Linked DNA regions of Mus musculus: region 1 is linked to region 2. A link is a contact called in public promoter capture Hi-C data. All regions are on one chromosome and are shown on one strand. The core of a region is the stretch at or near the end of the contact, and the rest is flanking DNA. Distances in the headings are between cores, read along the strand shown. Region 1 holds the start of Nek9 (NIMA (never in mitosis gene a)-related expressed kinase 9). Region 2 holds the start of Entpd5 (ectonucleoside triphosphate diphosphohydrolase 5).

Evidence for each region. Promoter capture Hi-C pulls out the DNA fragments that hold promoters and counts their contacts.
Region 1: a promoter capture Hi-C map of pre-B cells shows a contact between it and region 2, with 2.9 times the contacts expected there. The contact joins the promoter of Nek9 here to the promoter of Entpd5 in region 2. A contact is called at or near these places in 2 of 39 promoter capture datasets (hippocampal neurons and pre-B cells).

The regions. Positions count from the first base shown.
Region 1 is chr12:85,335,001-85,340,774 of GRCm38.p6, forward strand. It overlaps Nek9 (NIMA (never in mitosis gene a)-related expressed kinase 9), which reads right to left and starts at 4,362. Exons shown (of 22, transcript NM_145138.2): 1 at 4,003-4,362; 2 at 1,308-1,485. The coding sequence starts at 4,221. It overlaps Tmed10 (transmembrane p24 trafficking protein 10), which reads right to left. Exons shown (of 5, transcript NM_026775.4): 5 at 5,614-5,774.
Region 2 is chr12:84,407,740-84,413,569 of GRCm38.p6, forward strand. Entpd5 (ectonucleoside triphosphate diphosphohydrolase 5) reads right to left here and starts at 1,290. Exons shown (of 16, transcript NM_001026214.2): 1 at 1,231-1,290. It overlaps Bbof1 (basal body orientation factor 1), which reads left to right and starts at 1,329. Exons shown (of 12, transcript NM_028377.3): 1 at 1,329-1,516; 2 at 3,298-3,526; 3 at 5,525-5,590. The coding sequence starts at 1,443.

The DNA.
Region 1 (5,774 bases), core at 3,112-5,611, 930 kb after region 2:
CAGTGTGACTACTAGAACCTGGAGATTGCACCTATGATGCACTGGTTTAAAAATACATTATTTATAAATAACTTTTTCTTTGTACTAAAAAGGTTTCCTAGAGCCGGGCAGTGGTGAGTTCCAGGACAGCCAGGGCTACACAGAGAAGCCCTGTCTCGAAAAACCAAAAAAAAAAAAAAAAAAAAAAAATTACTTATGGGGCAACGCCCACATGGCAGCTCACAACTGTCTGTGACTCCACTTCCAGGGGATCTGATACCCTCACACAGACACACATGCAGTCAAAACACCAATGCACATTAAAAAATAATAATAAATCTTAAAAAAAAAGTGTATATTTAGGGTTGTTCAGAACCAGAACTAATCATGAAGCAACAGTGCAGATGAACAGGCCAGCACCTCCTTTGTGTGCAGCTCAGAAGGACTCTGGAGAGTCTCATGTGTAATAAGACTGGCAGATAATAAGGCCTGTTAGCAAACACTTGCTTCATAGTAAGAACTCACTTCATAAATCCTAAGAATCAACAAATTCATCGAAGATGAGGCAACTAAGGCACAAGGCTGTGTCCCCACAGTTAGAGGGCAGTGGAACTCAGGGAGGGAGGGAGGTCAGTTAGAATTTAGTTTTTTCAACAAGGCAGAACTGCTATCTATCTCTATCTATATCTTTATCTATATCTCTATCTATAAAATGTGTCCAAGAAATCAGAAACCAGAAACATAAGGTCACACCACACTGCCTTTCTCATTCAGTTATGATCTTTAGATTTATTAGCAGAATAGCATTAGCTTAAGTTCATGTAAATAAATACCCCATATAAGTGTTCATTAAACATTTGCACCATGTGGTGCTGTGTTATGTCTAAAGTGATGAACTGTCATTCCATGAGGAAAGCCCTGAAAAATATATACAAAATACAACTGAACAAAATGATTTGCAGAGCCAGGAGTGGTGGCTGATACCTGCAATCTCAGCCCTTCAGAGACAGGAGCAGGACTGCTGTCAGTTCAAGGCCAATCTGGGTTATACAAGCCTGAGATGTATCGAGACTCACGAGACTCATAAAAACCAAACAACAAACAAAAACTAGAAAGAATCTATCCCCCACCACAAAACTCAGTAACTTGGAGATGGCTGGAACTCTACCTATAAGAAAGAATGATGGAGGGAAACTCTCCCCACACTCTGAACATCATCAACTCTGCAAGACCTCAGCCACTTCTCCAGAAATGCATTTGAAGTTTTATCATTACAGGTCCTTTCTCTCCCTTGTAGTAAGAAGGCCACCCCGCTGAGAACTGCTTACCGTTACAGTACTCCAGCTCAATCAGCAGGGTGGTGTTGTCCATGAAGTGGTTGTAGTAGGCAATGATGTTGTCGTGCTGTAGCAGTGCCAGGATGACAATCTCATTCAGGGCATCTCGACGTTCCTTCTCAGATAGCCGGGTCAAGTCAACTTCCTTCCACACCACCAGTGAGTCGTCCTGCAACACAGGAGCAGGACCAGTGTGTTTCCCTCCCGCCTGGCAGTGCACGGATCCAAACCCAACCTGGGAGCCTAGAAAGGAGCCTCCTAGAGGGGCAAAGAATGACTCTTTACTCCTTTTGACAGACTTAAGGTTCTGCACAGTTATTATACTTTGCTGAAGAACTAGGGGAGACAAAGACTGAAGGTGGCATTTTCTGGCTTGGAAAGATGGTTACGTGTCTAAGAGAGTATGTTGCTTTTGCAGAGGACCAGAGTTTGATTACCAGTGTCCACTCTGGGCAGCTTCCAAATGCTTATAGCTTTGGCTCTGGGAGGGCCCGGGTGGGACCCAATGCTCCTGACCTCTGAAGGGACGACCCTCACTTGCACATACCCACATAGAGACAGTGAATTAAAACTGAAACTAAATCTTTTAAAAATATATATAGTGTTATTTTGAGGGCTGGCAAGATGGCTTACTGGGTAAAGGTGTTTACTGTTAAGTCTGATAGCTTGAATTTGAGCCCCAAGAACCTGTACAGCGGAAGAACTGACTCCCACACACATGCAGAAAAATTATAGAAAAAAAAATCAAAACACTACTTTGTTGCTACTCTTAATTTGTACAGTATTAGTTCCGGGTATTAGTATTAGATGGGACCTGATCTCAGGAATTCTACTGAGGGATCCTGCGGGTCCCTAGTGATAATGGGACTTGGGGCAGAACTGGAATTTGAGGAAGAAGTGCACAGCACTATCTCCAGCTAACAGCAGGGGCTTATAAAACGCAAATATTAAACCTGCCTGATTCCATAAACTTAAACTTCGTGACTTTCATTTACTCTTTCTGAATAAGACGCCCCCCCCCCCAATCCCACAGGCCCCTGCTTTTTTTAATCCTCATAAGGTGCAGTCACTTCCATTTTGGGGTACTTCGCATTCTTTAGCTACTGCTTCCTGGCCTACCAGCACCCACTGTAACATTCCTTTAGGATACCTCAGCAAGTTTCTTTTGGAAAACTTTAAACTTTTTCCCATATGTGTAAACACCACTCATCCTCAGAGCCTGCACTGCCCGCGAGGAGTCCTCAGTGCTTTTTTTTTTGTCTCCTTGGGATATCCACACCTAAGACCCTGTTACTAACATGACTGGCTGGTCTTCTTGCTGTAACTATAACCTAGAGGGAAAGGGCTACTTCTCAGAAGCTTTGTAAGTTCATATCTTATAAATACCATGTGACAGAGATAGCGTCATACAGTTCTGAGAAGTGTGATAAAATTAACTCAAAGCTAGTAACCAAGTTGAACATGACATATAAGACAGAGATAGGAAACTGGTACTCACTGCTCAACGGTGAGAAAGTGAGCCACTTAACTATACTGACTTAAATGCTAGAAAATAATCGGCACAAATAAGAACATAGGCGACTACAGATGATAATGTCCACTAATGGGTTGGTTACTGGAATAGAAAAGAACACAAAGATATTTTCTTGCAACTACTTTTCTTCCATCTTTCATAGATATATGCTGGACGCTGGAGGTATGGCTCAGTAGTGGAATGCCTTCTGAGCACTGGCAAAGCCCGTTTTATCCCCAGCACAAAAAGTTCTGGCTGGGAGCAGACACTAGAATTGCAAGTGCATGAATCACCTTTTGCAACCTCAGCAAGTTCTCATTAAATGTTTACCCTAAAGCTAGAGTTTTAAGGCTGTGGTGATTAGACTCAAGTTATGGTTAACTTTTGGAGGTAGACTCACTACAGGGTTTTAAATCAGTACACATTCTTAATTTTGGATTCAGTAACTCATGGGTCTCTCCATTGTGACCTTATGCAAGAAGGTGGGAAAAATGACTTAGCTTCCTTGGGTTCTCAAAGAAAGGGGTCCTTGTTTCTCCAGACTCAACTCCACCAATAAAGTATTTGTCTTATACAATCACTGAAGGAAAAGCAAGAAAACAAACAAACAAACAATGATCTTTCTGGTGATCAAGGAAATCCTCCGAGTGATCATTTATGAAAAAAACAAAAACAAAAACAAGAAAACAAAGCCTACAGGGCTAGCAGTGTGTTGTAGCTGCCAGTGTGGCTATTTGGAAGTACACACCAACTCCCCATCCCGCCCTTCAACAGCTATACGAAAGGAAGTAAGCTTTTACAGACTGTTCCCAAAGAGCAAGTAAGCTTTTTATATTGTTCCCAATGTGCAAAGCACCTTCGTTTGGACCTCAAAATAACCTTTAAAAAAGTAAAGGTTTTTTTTTTGGGGGGGGGGGCGAGGTTGTTATCGCTAAGTCCAATTAACAAATGGGAAAACTAAAATGCAAAAGACCGCTCAATGACTCGCTCAGTGACAGCGGTGATTAAACCAATGTCCTACAGCAGGGGAAGCGAAAGCACGGTGGGGTTCCCGAGACCTAAACCCCAAGGGACGCCTGACCATAGAGGGCCAGGGGCAAGCAGCACTGGAAAGCGGGGCCGGGAAGGAGGGCGCGGGGAGGCCCGGCAGCGGCCGGAGCCGAGGGCCGCTACCTCGGTGCGGCGGTACAGCGTGGCCTCCCCAAAGGCACCGCGGCCCAGAACGCGGATGGGGATGTAGTGCAGCTCCTCCTGCTCCGCCGCCCCGCCGCCGGCTCGCGGCCCTGGGACAGCGCTGGGGCCCGGGCCCGAGTCCCCGCCACCCCCGGACTCGCTTCCGAAGTCCGAGTTGATGGAATCGCAGTGTCGCTCGTACTCGCCCAGCACCGACATGGCGGCGGAGGCCGCAGCTCGCCGGGAGCCGCCCGCGTATCCACGGCGGGCAGGGCCGGCCGCTTAGCGCCTCAATGGCCTCAGACGCCAGGCAGCGGCTTAGGTGGCCCCGCGGCCCAGGGAGCTTCCATGGTGGCTCCTGCCCCCTGACCCGGAAGCGGTTCTTAGTGTTTCCGGCTCGCCGAGGTTTTCCCTCCGCCTTTCGCGTGCCCACTTGTTGCAGATGCGTCCCGCACACCTTGGGCGTCGCTGGCCTTCACACCCGCGAGTGTCGTGGAAGCGGAAGAGTGACCACACGGCGGGTTTGCAGACCGCTTCCCTACAACCCCCTACCAGCTTTCCAGACTGCGTCACATTTTGGAGGTGGTCCAGGCTAATCCTGGCGACACGTTTGTCCCAGGAGCTGTGACTGTGTTAGCTGTCACTTGGCTTGTTGGGCAGGGCTCCTTTTTTTTTTTTTTTTTTTTTTTTTTTTTGTAGCGATAGTGTAGCAAAGATAATGGAGCAAGCTAAAACATTAGACTTCTGACAACTTTAACAATTCCTTCTTCCTTCCTCCTCCTCCTCCTCTCCTCCTCCTCCTCCTCTTCCTCCTCCTCCTCCTCTTCCTCCTCCTCCTTTTCCTCCTTTTCCTCCTTTTCCTTCTTCATTAAGTCTATAAAGTTGCAGGACTATGACCACCACAGGGTTGCCTAAGTTGGGACAATGCTAAAGGGTTTTGTTTTTCTTTTCTTTTCTTTTTTTTTTTTTTTTTAATGATATTATGGCCCCAGATCCTCAGAGCGCCATGAAAACAATGTTTATGTGTCTGTTGGGGGTGGGGTGGGGATTGTTTTAGGTGATACAGCTAGTTAGGAGGAACTTGAGAGGCAAACCCTGCAGTCTGGCCCCAGAATTAGGAAAGGGCAGGGCGTGATGAAACTAAGGTTATGGGACTGGCGCCATTACACTTGTTGGGCAGAAGCAGGAAGTACACTTTGTATGTTGTACAGTTTGGTGTTTCCTGTGGACAGTGGGAAACTAAAGCAAAGGAGTAGGTGATTAGGGCTCTGTTTTGTGTGTGTGTGTGTGTGTGTGTGTGTGTGTGTGTGTGTGTGTGTGTGCCGATTGAATTCAAGTTGCCTGATTTGCATGGCAAAACCTTTATCCACAGAGCCATCTTACTGGCTCTCAAAGCTCTAGCCTTCTGAGGAAATCTGCTCAAGATTTCTTTCATTAGCATAATGATTAAAACATCCTTTTGCTTAAGTGCCCTGCAGTAAATCAGTGACTTTTTTTTTCTTTAATTTATCTGTTTTCACTCCCTGTGCTTTAAAAAACAACAATTATAGAGGAATCCTTGCTCACCCAGACAAAGGGGCACTAAAGATTAACAGACAAATACACCTCAAATGGTTTCTGCTAGCTTTTATTTGTGAAAGTTTACACAAACATCTCCAACAGGTGAGCCTGTATAAATCCCACATGCCTCTTCCCATTAACAAACAGAAGATGGCTCTGATGGGGGTTCATGACAATGGTAAGGAACAAGGTTTGTTGAAACTGTATGATTC
Region 2 (5,830 bases), core at 40-2,539:
CCTTTCTGCTAGTTAGCAATAGGTGCTTTATAGATTGCTTCTCAGAGGTAATGTACATTATCTAAGGGAAGGTACATGATGTAGAGGTGATTCTACTCATAAGTTCATGGCATGTCACCAGAAATATAGTCAAAATAGGCCATAGCCGTGCTAGCAGAAGGTTCAAACGGTTTCCAAGGTCTCTCATCAAATCTACTTGCTTACTCTAACCGCAAAATTTACAAACCACACAAACCACGCCCTCTGGGGGGGGGATGAGGTGGGAAAAGAGAGATTTAGAGGTCAAAGATGTCACCTTACAGTTAGGGGCTTAGTAACTAAGGTCTCCCTAGAGAGAGGGGAGGAGGAGTTCTAACAATGATGTTTCAAAATAAATGTTAAATGAAATTTGAAGCGGAGTGATAAAGCAGAACCGCGCTTCACTCCCAAGCCTATTGACAAGGCAGCCACAATACCTGTCTTCCGTAATGACTCACTCACGCTCAGTGAATGAAGACATAATCACAGGGTTCCTCTTCTGAACCAACTAGAATACTGGATGGAGTACTACTCCTCGGGAACCCGGGTGCGAGGCAAGTGCTTGCAACTTTATGCAACTTGCAGCAATGGGACTTCAGGCACTAGAGGATGTGGGCGATGTTAACTAACAGGAACCTGGCGGTCGGCTGGAGCCAAGCACCTGCCACCTAGATCCGGGGACCAACGATCCCCCCCCCCCCCCCCCGCCACACCGCTCCAGGCAGGGGAGCCAGAGTCTGAGCACCGGAGCCCGCGGACCCTCGGAGGCTGACAGCCTCACTCAAGCCACCGCCCTCGGAAAAGTCAACTGCCTCCCTGAAAGCGTTTGGCCTGGGATGTCCCCGGGTGCACTGTCCTCCAGGGAGCCCGCGAGACAGAAGCGAGGATGGAGGGGAGGTAAGCATGAGGCGGGCAGCGAGGGCGCCGCCACCGAGACAGAAGCAGGGATGCGGGCAGGACCGCCACGGTGGCCGCGCCAGAGGCTTGGAAGATCCGCCCGCCCGACTGGAAGCGCTTCAAGCCTCACTGGCGCCGCTCCGATGCGCGCGGGGCGGTCGGAGAGCCGCCGGCCATGGAGCCTCAGGGGGCGCGAGACAAGTCGTGGGAGGCTAAGACGCCGCAGCCCCGCGCCCGACACCCGCCCCTGCCGAGCTCCCGGCCTCCCGCCCGGCTCCAACCCCGGGAGCGCCGCCGAGGCTCGTGCACACTCACCGCGCGCGCCGCCCTGGCGCGGACGCCCGCCGCCTCGGAGCGATCTCCGCCCCGCCCCTCGCCGCGGTCACGTCACGCGCGTGCGCCCTCCGCGTGCCCTCAACGGCGCGGAGGACGTTAGCCCTTCGGCGTGGTGGTTTCCTTAGAGACGGAGTCGGCCCAGGTGGCGGCCACCAGGACACCAGCACGGTGAGACTCCCGCAGAAGTCAAGATGCCGGCGAAGGACAAGAGGAAAGACAAGAGGAAAGACAAGAGGAAAGGCAAAAACAAAGGCAAAGAACCAAAGTAAGAGCAGCGCAGAGGCTCCCCGTTCCCCCTGCCTACCCTTGTCATTTTGCGGCGCTAACTGGATGCCTCTGTCAGGCTTTTGTGGACAGCTCCTGTTCATTCTTGATTGGCCCTAAGATCTGAGAGCTCTCCATTGTGAGACTGATATAAACACATTCTTTTCTATTCTAGCTCTTGTCTGAGTGGTTAAAGTTGTTCCTTGGGTCATTCAGGAATCCTCTTGGGATCAAAGGGAGCACGCGAAATGATTTAACTGGACGGATCAGTACACACACAAACACCACACACAGAGACACAGAGTGAACAGCTATAGCGCTAACCCCATGGATGGTCCCTAGGAATTGTTGCTAGAATGTCAATAGAATGACTGGGCTACAGGATGGTTCCTCAGGACTTTGGAGTCACACAAGGAGTTCAACGCCGTAGATGAGAAATGCAAAGGGATCGCTTAAGCTTGTGACTGTAATGTGAATTCTCTGGAGACAAGTTAAGTAACACACACCTCTGGTCGCATTGCTCTGGAGGCTGAGGCAGGGAGATCACAGCCACTGCTACATATGGAGACCTCGTCTTTAAAAACAAGTCTGAGTGTAGTTCAGTGATAGAGTGCTTCTTGTGCAGGGTCCTAGGTACCATCTCCAGCAAAGTAACTTAAGAGAGTAACTTTCTTTTTAAAAAAGATTTGTTTATTTTTATTTATATGCATACACTGTATGCTGTCTTTAGGCACACTCCAGAAGATCCCATTACAGATGGTTGTGAGCCACCATGTGGTTGCTGGGAGTTGAACTCAGAACCTCTGGAAGAACAGTCAGTGCTCTTAATCTCTGAGCTATCTCTCCAGCTCTGTACCACAGTGTTTTGTTAATGCTGGTGCAATCTTTATTTCAAAGGACTTTACCTTTTGAATCCATCCTAGGGCCTTGATGTATACTTACCATGCATTCTACTTCTACTTCTACCTGATACATGCATACCATGCACTCTAACTTTACCTGATGTATGCATACCATTCAGTCTTCTTCTTCCTAATGTATGCTTATTATACATTCTACTTCTACCTGATGTATGCTTACTGTACATTCTGCTTCTACATGTCTACATTCCCAAGGTCTTACTTTTTTTTTCCCCCATCTCTGCATCAATGACTATGGTGTGTGTTTTTCAGGCATCCTTAAAGCCTGGGATAATGTGTTACCAACAATTGAAGTACTTAACATGAAGTACTTACCAACAAATGAAGTACTTAACATACCTGCCCCAAGTAACCTGATCCTTTGTCTAAGAACTAAGCAAAACAAAACAATAGCAACAAAGGCTGTGGAGAGGACAGATATACAACAATTGTGTCTTCGTGTAGAACATGAGACCCAGGCTCACAACTGAGTGAAAGAGGAGAAAGGATTGCAGAGCACTTGCCTAGCATGCTCGAGCCTGGGTCTGATACTCAGCACAGCAAAGAGCAGGAAACAAGAATATGGAGAATGGAGTACATGAGAAGCTAGAGAGCTTTATGAAATACATTTGGCCTCTTATTTCCTCTTTGTTTTTCTCATCCTTTAAGTCATACTTCAAAAATAATTAATAGTCATACTCCAAAGTTCTCCTCTTGAGGAAGAAGCACCAATTTAAGTCTCTTATATGAATACTAATATATATATATATTATTAATGTATTAATGCATTAGTCCAACAATATATGCTTTTATGTGTCAGGCAAGCCAAACAAAATAGAAATGATACTAATAAATTACATGTTGTCAATATCTTCTTCTGCAGGAAAATAATCAAATCAGATGAACCTGCAATTGAAAGAGCCAAAGCCAATGCCTCTCTTTGGGAGGCCAGATTGGAAGTCACAGAACTCTCTAGGATTGAATATCGTGATACTTCCCGAAGACTGGCAAAAAATAATGAAGACTTAAAGAAACAGCAATATAACATGGAAAAAGACATTATGTCTGTATTAAGCTACTTGAAGAAGCAGGATCAAGAGAAAGATAATATGGTAGGTAGGTAGAAAACTGAACATCACAACTTCCCTCTGTGTTTATGTGACATGGTTTTATATATATATATATATATATATATTTTTTTTTTTTTTTATTTTTCGAGACAGGGTTTCTCTGTGTAGCCCTGGCTGTCCTGGAACTCACTCTGTAGACCAGGCTGGCCTCAAACACAGAAATCCACCTGCCTCTGCCTCCCAAGTGCTAGGATTAAAGGCATGTACCACCACGCTCGGCATGGTTATATTTTTGTAAGGTTTTTTGTTTTGTTTGTTCCCGGCAGAGTTAACCCTTAGCCCTGTTTGAAGCATGTTGTTATTTCAGAATGGCTTTGCTGTCATTGTCTTTCCTTTCTTTCTGTTGTGTTATTCACATTAACTGATATGAAAGCAACTCCAAAACAGAGAGTGATGGCTTAGCAGTAAAGAGTGTGTATTGGGCTGGCGGTGGTGGCCCACGCCTTTAATCCCAGCACTCAGGAGGCAGAGGCAGGTGGATTTCTGAGTTCTGAGTTCGAGGCCAGCCTGATCTACAGAGTGAGTTCCAGGTCAGCCAGGGCTACACAGAGGCCCTGTCTCAGAAAAAAAAAAAGTGTGCACTGCTCTCCAGAGGACCTGAGTTTCATTCCCAGCACCCACACAGGGAAACCTGTAATTCCAGCTCCAGGGAGGTGTGATGTTTCTTGGCCACCAAAGGCACCCACATACCCACATACATGTGGCCATACTCAGATATAGCACATAACTTTTTAAAAATCTGAAAAAACAACTGATACATTAAAAACCTATTTGAGGGCTGGAGAGATGGCTCAGCAGTTAAGATAACTGACTGCTCTTCCAGAGGTTCTGAGTTCAAATCCCAGCAACCATGTGGTAGCTCACAACCATCTGTAATGAGATCCGATGCCTTCTTCTGGGGTGTCTGAAGTCAGATATAATAAATAAAATAATAAATAAATAAATACTTTTAAAAACCAAATCTATTTTAAAAGAATTGGGTAGAGAAAATCAAGCAAGGCTGGGCGTGGCCGCACACATTTTAACTCCAGCACTCCCAGGACACATGTGGATCTCTGAGTTTGAGGCAAGTCTGGTCTACATATCCAGTTCCAGGACAGCCAGGGCTAAATAGAGAAACCATGTCTTTACCCTTCCCCCCAATAATCTTTCCCCAAAGGGAAAATTATAATCAGGTGCACATTTCTGGACAATTGTACAGCCTTAAGAAACATGTAACATGCTCCGGTATAGTAAACTTCCAGAATATTATGTTAAATGATATAAGCCAGTCACAGGAGGTCAAATGTTGTAGGATTCCAGCCAAACCCACAGAAACAAAGTAGATAGTAATTGCCAGAGGCAGAGAGGATGGCGGGGGGCGGGGGCGGGGGGGGGGGGAGAATTGCAAAATATATAAAATAAATGTTCTAGAGCTCTTTTCTGTAACAGCTTGATTGTACTTAACACCACTAACCTGCACACTTAAAAATGGTTGACAGAGTAAATGTAACATTGTGATGTGTGTGTGTGTGTGTGTGTGTGTGTGTGTGTGTACCACATGCATGCAGAAGACTGCAGAGGTCAGAAGATGTCAGATCCCTTGGAACTGGAGTTACACACAGTTGTGAACCACCATGCAGGTGTTAGGGATTGTACCTGGGTCCTTTGCAAGTACAGTAAAACACTCTAAACCACTGAGCCATCTCCTCAGCCCCACATGGTGCTTTTTACAACAACAACAACAACAACAACAGCAACAGCAACAGCAACAGCAACAACAAAGTGTTATCCACAGAGTTCTGATGACAGCTAGATTTCAGAAACTGCCAGTAGCAGATTAAGTGTATGAGGAAATCCCTGTCCCTCCTTCTCCTCCTAATTCACTGTCTTTCCTGCCTCACTGGCTTTAATGTTACTGAAAAATAATAAAGAATACGAATAGAAACAAGACAGAGCAATGTCTGCATCTTCCTTACTCTCCCATTTTACCTTCTACAGATAGAAAAACTGAAGCAGCAGTTGGCTAAAACAAAGGAAAAAGCCCAGGAAGAGAAGGAAAAATTGGTGAGTCTCAGCATCTACGAATTATTTACTTATTAGGGAGTCAGATTTCTAGTGTGTTTGGTTATTTTAGACTGAATAGGAACAAGTGAAAAGAAGGTCCAGAAGATGGCTCAGTGCTAGAGCATTTGCCCACCACCCACAAGGCCCTGGGATCAATCTCTGGGTCATTAACAAAAAAAAACAAAAAAAAATAAAATAAAATAAAGCCCCATGCACTTGTTTGACATCAGTAGGATGACC